Regions from separate parts of the Mus musculus genome. Here region 1 is linked to region 2. The links are chromatin contacts, called in public promoter capture Hi-C maps. All regions are on one chromosome and are shown on one strand. Each heading gives the region's core, a stretch centred on a gene start, on an enhancer-like site or on the middle of the called end of the contact. The rest is flanking DNA. Distances are from core to core; before and after follow the strand shown.

What was found. Promoter capture Hi-C pulls out the DNA fragments that hold promoters and counts their contacts.
Region 1: a contact with region 2 is called in a promoter capture Hi-C map of liver, with 2.8 times the contacts expected there. The contact joins two enhancer-like sites. A contact is called at or near these places in 1 of 39 promoter capture datasets (liver) and 1 of 15 datasets of contacts at CTCF or cohesin (the NIH/3T3 cell line).

What each region holds. Positions count from the first base shown.
Region 1 is chr5:72,946,811-72,950,069 of GRCm38.p6, reverse strand. It overlaps Slain2 (SLAIN motif family, member 2), which reads right to left. Exons shown (of 8, transcript NM_001113423.2): 3 at 1,344-1,508. Among named protein-coding and RNA genes, the nearest start is that of Slain2, 34 kb to the right of the region's middle. Within about 2 kb of position 1,654, at least 9 of the 459 cell types and tissues checked have an H3K27ac peak or open chromatin away from gene starts, as enhancers often do. A contact at or near this core is called in liver, where this site is marked.
Region 2 is chr5:72,651,816-72,654,987 of GRCm38.p6, reverse strand. The region is part of intron 1 of Nipal1 (NIPA-like domain containing 1); the gene reads right to left. Among named protein-coding and RNA genes, the nearest start is that of Nipal1, 5.6 kb to the right of the region's middle. Within about 2 kb of position 1,742, at least 13 of the 459 cell types and tissues checked have an H3K27ac peak or open chromatin away from gene starts, as enhancers often do. A contact at or near this core is called in liver, where this site is marked.

The DNA.
Region 1 (3,259 bases), core at 405-2,904, 300 kb before region 2:
TTATAACTCGAGACTGAAAGCCAGGCTCTCATCGGCCATTCCTAGCTCCAAGTCTTCAGGCATTAGGTTAGAAACACAGAATCACTGAAGAAAACCAGCAGACTATAATGGAACCATGGGTCAGGGGAGCTCTAGAGAGGGAATAACACGTGATACGAAGGAAACAAAAATGGAGGAGGAAAAAAAAAATGGAGGAGGAAGGGCTTCGAGTGGGAATGGGGAGGGACATCAACACAAGAAAAAGGGAGGGCAGACAAAAACACCAAGGCTTGATAAAAGCCTCAAGAAAATATCATAGTATCTTATATTTATCTAAAATTATATACATAACATCTATATGTATGCATGTGTATATATATATATGTACATATCTATACATACTTTATCTTATCTCTCAAAGAGAGAGAGAGAGCCCAAGAGAGAGCCTGAGAGAGCTTAAAGGAAGTATGCCACTTGGGCTGACAATGCTCTCCACAGGAACCAAAGACCCAGTACCAGGCACAAGAAAAGTGACTCCCAAATTTGCTACTGTCCCCAGCTGCCTCTTACTGGTCAAAGGTAAGCCCTGATTGCTGAAGGTAGCACCTAGGGCAGCAGAGTCTGTAAACTAGCAGGAGGGGCCGGACAGGCAGGTGGGTTTCTGGAGCTCACTGGCCAGCTACTCTAGCCAAAACATGAGCTCCAGGCCCAGTGAGAGAGCCTATCACAAAACTAAGGTGGAAATGGAAGAAAAAGACCTGATGTCAACTTGTGGACCCCCCATGCATGTGCAGAGAAGCACACATGCACACACACTGCTAAGCAGCACACTAACCATTTTAAAGGAAGCTGCACTAAAAGGATAAAGAAGAACGCAGTAAGAGAGATGTGGTGAGGTAGAGAAGAGTGAGCTACTCAAGCAAAGTGCCAGTAGCAGACCGAGAACAGAGCGGACTCCCAGGCCACAGCAGTCTGCCGTCCACACTACTACTACAGCACATACTGCTCTCGTACATTCACAGACAATACCTATGCCATCACGCTTACTAAACCTCTTTTAAAGACAGGTCTGTAGACTTTATAACCCCAACAGGCTGTAAATAGGTTTTACTGGTTAAAGGAATCAAATGTGTGGTCCTGTTTAATTTAGCCAGATTTTAAATACTAGTTTTAAAACCAGATTTAGGTACACACCAAAGAAAATTCTATGCAGAAAACAGGCTGCCACTAACAGGCTGCCTTTGTATCTTTGGTGCTCAGTACAGTAACTAGTATAAAACAGCACATCAAGGAGATTTCCCCCTGTTGCTTCAGTTTCATAAATAAAACGAGTTGTTACTTTTGGAGGTAAAGCCACTCCTTACCTGAATTTCCAGGAAGTATAAGCTGCTTGACTATGGGAGGTCGCACTGGTGTTGAGGATGGAGAGTTGAAGCCACTGCTGTATGGGCTACTGGCATTTGGACTATAAGAATTTGAGTAACTCACAGAGTTGAAAGGATTATTGTATAAATTTTGCCTCTTGAGAGCTGTATTAACAAAAAGAGAGAAAATCAAATTTAGTAAGTGGGAAAAGGTTAACATCTCAAAAAGTTTTCTTAGAGGTCAGGACATGATGTCCCATTAAACAACCTTTTATGTAACTGTGTTTGTGTCCAGAGACTAGTGCTGCTGTCAGCTCAGGTAGGGAATTTCACAGGAGTCAGCAGTAACTGACTTGTAACTGGTCCAAATGCTGAGAATAAGTGACTGTTGAGTGGGAAGCCACAGATGTGACTCCTCTACCACCCCACCAGAGCTTAAGAAGCACGGTAACTGGCCTTACAGTGTTGGGTCTAAAACAGCAAGTGAAACCACACCCACACACTCACACCCCTACCCATCACACATCACACATCAATCCTTAAATGGGTATTTCTTCCATCCATTACACAACACTTTCAATATTTGCAAACAAGCTAAAATCCTAGAGAAGATATCGCCATGGGCTGCGGAGAGGGTCATCTTAAGGCAGCAAATGCTCAAGGAAGAGTAGCCTGTGGTGGTAGAGAATAGAGCAGCTTAGGGAAAAGTAGCTGGAGATAGATGTGGTCCCAGCACTTGGGAAGCAGAGGCAGGTGGGTTTTTGTTTTTTGTTTTGATTTTGAGGGCAGCCTGGTCTATATAATGAGTTCCAGCTCAGTCAGGACTACATAGTGAGGTCCTGCTTCTCACCTCCCCCCACCCAAAAGAGTAGCAGATGTACTAGAAATCCGGTACACTGTGCCCATAAGCATGACATCTACGCAGTAGCAAGTTAATATTTTGGGGTTCAGGGCTCCCAATGGAGGAGCTAGAGAAAGTACCCAAGGAGCTAAAGGGATCTTCAACCCTATAGGTGGAACAACATTATGAACTAACCAGTACCCCTGAGCTCTTGACTCTAGCTGCATATGTATCAAAAGATGGCCTAGTCGGCCATCACTGGAAAGAGAGGCCCATTGGACACGCAGACTTTGTGTGCCCCGGTACAGGGGAACGCCAGGGCCAAAGGGGGGGAGTGGGTGGGTAGGGGAGTGGGGGTGGGTGGGTAAGGGGGACTTTTGGTATAGCATTGGAAATGTAAATGAGCTAAATACCTAATAAAAAATGGAAAAAAAAAAAAAAAAAAAAAAAAAAAAAAAGAATTTAGCAAAAAGCAAACCCTTTCCTTTCTGATTGTTACTTTGGAAGATATTTGAAATAAATAATTTTCATGTATCTGAAGGTAAAAAAAAAAAAAAAAAAAAAAAAAAAAATATTTTGGGGTTCTTTTTTTGGGGGGGATGTTGTTATTTTTGTTGTTATTGTTTTGAGCAAAGAGCACTGTGCTACAATCATATCAGAGAGGAAACCTAATAAATAGACTAAACTAGGTAATAAACAGTGACTAGAAAATGAATTTTAAAAAGGAATAGACATTAAAAACTGGAAGATGAATAAAGAAAAATAAATGAGATGGCTGAAGTCCTGGTTTGCCTTCTGACAGAACAGTGGGCGATTTAGGGACGGGGAGGAGGAAGAAACATTTTTCTGTCTAGTTAGATCACATGATTGTATACATATTCTCTGTGAGATAGCACAAGCTATACATATTTGTGATGTATTGCTATGCGTATGATCATAGAAATGTCAACCTGAGCAGAAGCACAATTGCTAATTTCAATCTCCTCTAATTTATTATATTTGCTTACTAAACACCAGCATGCCTTATTCTTCTGTGCTCTTCACAACATTAATGGCCATCAATACGCCAAGGGCT
Region 2 (3,172 bases), core at 493-2,992:
AACCTGAGGCCCACTCACGAAGAAAACACAGAGAAGACCTGGGTACACAGGTAGGAACAAGTCCTAGGCTGTCTTAGTTAGGGTTTCCATTGCTGTGAAGAGACACCATGACCAGGGCAACTCTTATAATAAAGATGACAGCATTTAATTGCGGCTGGCTTACAGGTTCAGAGGTTCAGTCTGTTATCATCAAGGCAGAAAGCATGGCAGTGCATTGGCAGGCATGGTGCTGAAGAAGGAACTTAAGAGTTTGACATCTTGTTATGAAGGCAAACCAGGAAAAGACTGGTTCCCAAGGGGGGTTGGAGGAGGGTCTGAAAGCCCATCCCCACAGTGACACACTTCTTCCAACAAGTCCACACCCCCTAATAGTGCCACTCTCTGGGCCAAGCAAATACAAACCACCACATAGGTATATATACAGCCTGAAGCAGGAACCCAGTCCAGTCCACCCTCAGCTGACCTCAAGACACATAGACAGGAATAAGAGAGTACAGCTACCTATTTCATTGACATAGAAAATCTTTCTGGCCATCACAATTCATTCTGCAGCTGTGAGCTGCTGTCGACCAGGTCACACCTTCCTGGTTTGGTCTCATTGACTCCGTTGTAGTTTTCCATGCCAATTAAATAAAGGCTCAATTCCTGCCAACCCTAAATGTTAAAACCCAACGCGCTCAGAAACTTGCTCACCTCTGACCTACCTTTCGCTGCACTCCTCTTGTCTCATTCATCCCTCAAGCAGCACAAGCTACACGTTCATTCATTTATTCATTCATTCATCCACACAGTTACTGTCTTCTGGCTGCCGTGAATGTCTTAGACACCGAGGGCTCAGCGGTGAACATAAATAACTCTCTGTATTCTAATGGGGAAGGGCTAGAGACGTGAACCACGTAATGCGTTTAAATGCCAAGAGAAGCAGCAAAGCCTGCATACATGTACATGTACTTATACATGTACAGTACATATACATAATTCGAAAGCAGGATTAGGAAGAAATCTCTGTTACATATAAAAGACAAAATTCAAGGCAGACGTACGCGTGAGTGGTACGTCATCAGTGGGGTGGAGGGCAGGAAGGAGACGGAACAAGATGTAGTCACGGCTCAGTTGGGACAAGATCGGGTGAGATGGGCTGGTAAAAAAAAAAGAAAGACCAAGGTCCTATCCTGTCTTCCTCCTTCCCAAAGCTCTACAATGGCTTTCCTTTACTTTCAGAAAAAGGTGAGTCCACCCACCCCATACACAGGCTCCAGACCTGTGGTCCCGCTTCCTCTGTTCTGGGTCCCGCTCTCTCCTCCGTAGTTGTGTTAAACTCGTTCCTCCTCACCTTACCGCTTTTACAGTGGCTATTATTTAGCCCTTTACAGTGTTGACACACATAGTGAGCTGCTTCTTGGCACTGAAAAGCCTCCTCCTGGGTGGAGGTTGTAGCTCAGTGGCAGAGCACAGTACATACACGTCCACCATACTTCCTCACACAGCTGCTCTCTGCAGTCCCAGTCAGAAGAAACCTTCAATTCCCTTGCAGCCAATGACCCTATTTAGTGTACCCTACCAATCACAATTCTTCTTGCAGCTTATGTTTTTATAGCGTATGCACATCCATATGGCTATGGGTTTGCTCAAACAAAACAGCTGTTGAAACCCATACCACCCAAGGTGTTAGCTAAGCTATTTATTTGCTCACAGGAGAGTCAGCTCCTCTGGGAACTGGTGAGGCACAGGTCAACAGGACAGGCAAACAGAGCAGATGGTTTAAACGAAAGCACAGCAAGCTAGAATAAACAGAGAAGAAGGACACATCGTGTACGCCGATTTGGAGCCGAATAAGTGTTAGACATAAATTAGAACAGATTTGGAACAAAATGAGACCTTTGGACATCACAGCAGGCAGATAGATGTACGTGTAAGCTCTCATGCAGAGATGCTCATTATTTCAGTTAACCAAACAGAATTGAGGGCCAATGGTGTAGCTCAGAGGCACAGCGACTGCCTGGCATGGGGAGGCCTTAGTTTGATCCCCAGAACTTCCAAGCCAAGTGAACTGCAATGGAAAACTCCCACCACCATAGCCTGTGCAACAACCACAAAAAATGCTTCAGATCTTCACACCTTGAAGATGTTGCTGGTTTAAACCCCTCTGCCATCTTTTGTTGTTCTTGGTTGGTTGGTTACAGGGTTTCTCTGTGTAGCCGTAACTGTCTTGAAACTCTGTGAACCAGGCTAGTCTCAAACTCAGAGATCTGCCTGCCTCTGCCTCCTACCTGCTGGAATTAAAGGTGTGTGCCACCTCTGTAGCCTTAGGGCCTATCTTTAAAGTCTTCTTTCTTTAAAGGGCCTGAGGGAGCAGGGAGGAGCTGGGAGGATGTGGGAGGAGCAGGGAGTGTCAAAGGACTGCTGGCCCTGGTGTTTCCATAACTAGTCTCTGTTTTCACACTTTACCATCTGTAAGAAAGGTTACTCAAATTTTCCTCTTGGAGAAAAGTAAAAGGGAAGCCAGGTAAGGTGGCACTCACTCTGAATCCAGTGCTGGGAGCAGAGGCTGGTAAGTCTCTAAGTTCAAGGTTAGCCTGATCCTCAGTGAATTCCAAGCCAGCTAAAACTATGTAGTGAGACCTTGTCTCAAAACAAAACAAAACAAAACACCCTAAAAGTGAATAAATAACTAAACAAACAATTTTAAATGAAAATGCAGGAAAGGAACTTAAGAAACATTCCAGTAACCTTGCATGCATACTTTAAGTTTTTAAAATCATTTATAGTTCCTACTAAATACCAGGCTCAACAACCTACTGCTAGTACACACCAGTGTTTCCTGATCAGCTTTTAGTGGAGAATCTTATTCTGTTTTGGGGAGTTAGAGGGATGTTTTTTAAGTAGTGCTTAATTTTGGCACGCAAGAAATCTTTTAGGACTTAGAAACATTGTGTTTTAGTCTGAAGACATGGTGGAAATCTTTCAGAGCATTTGATAAACAGTTATAGTTTACAAAGAAAACCAAAGTGTCTTAGTAGCAAAAACTATCACCATTTCACAGACTTTGAGAAATGCCTATCACATGTATTTTTTGGAAGAGTGATGTGTCCAATGCTAAGAAACTTGTCATGTCTCAGAGGCCATGGGGTAGACTCGGGGTGTTGTGCCAGTCCCGTGTCTTTGATGATGT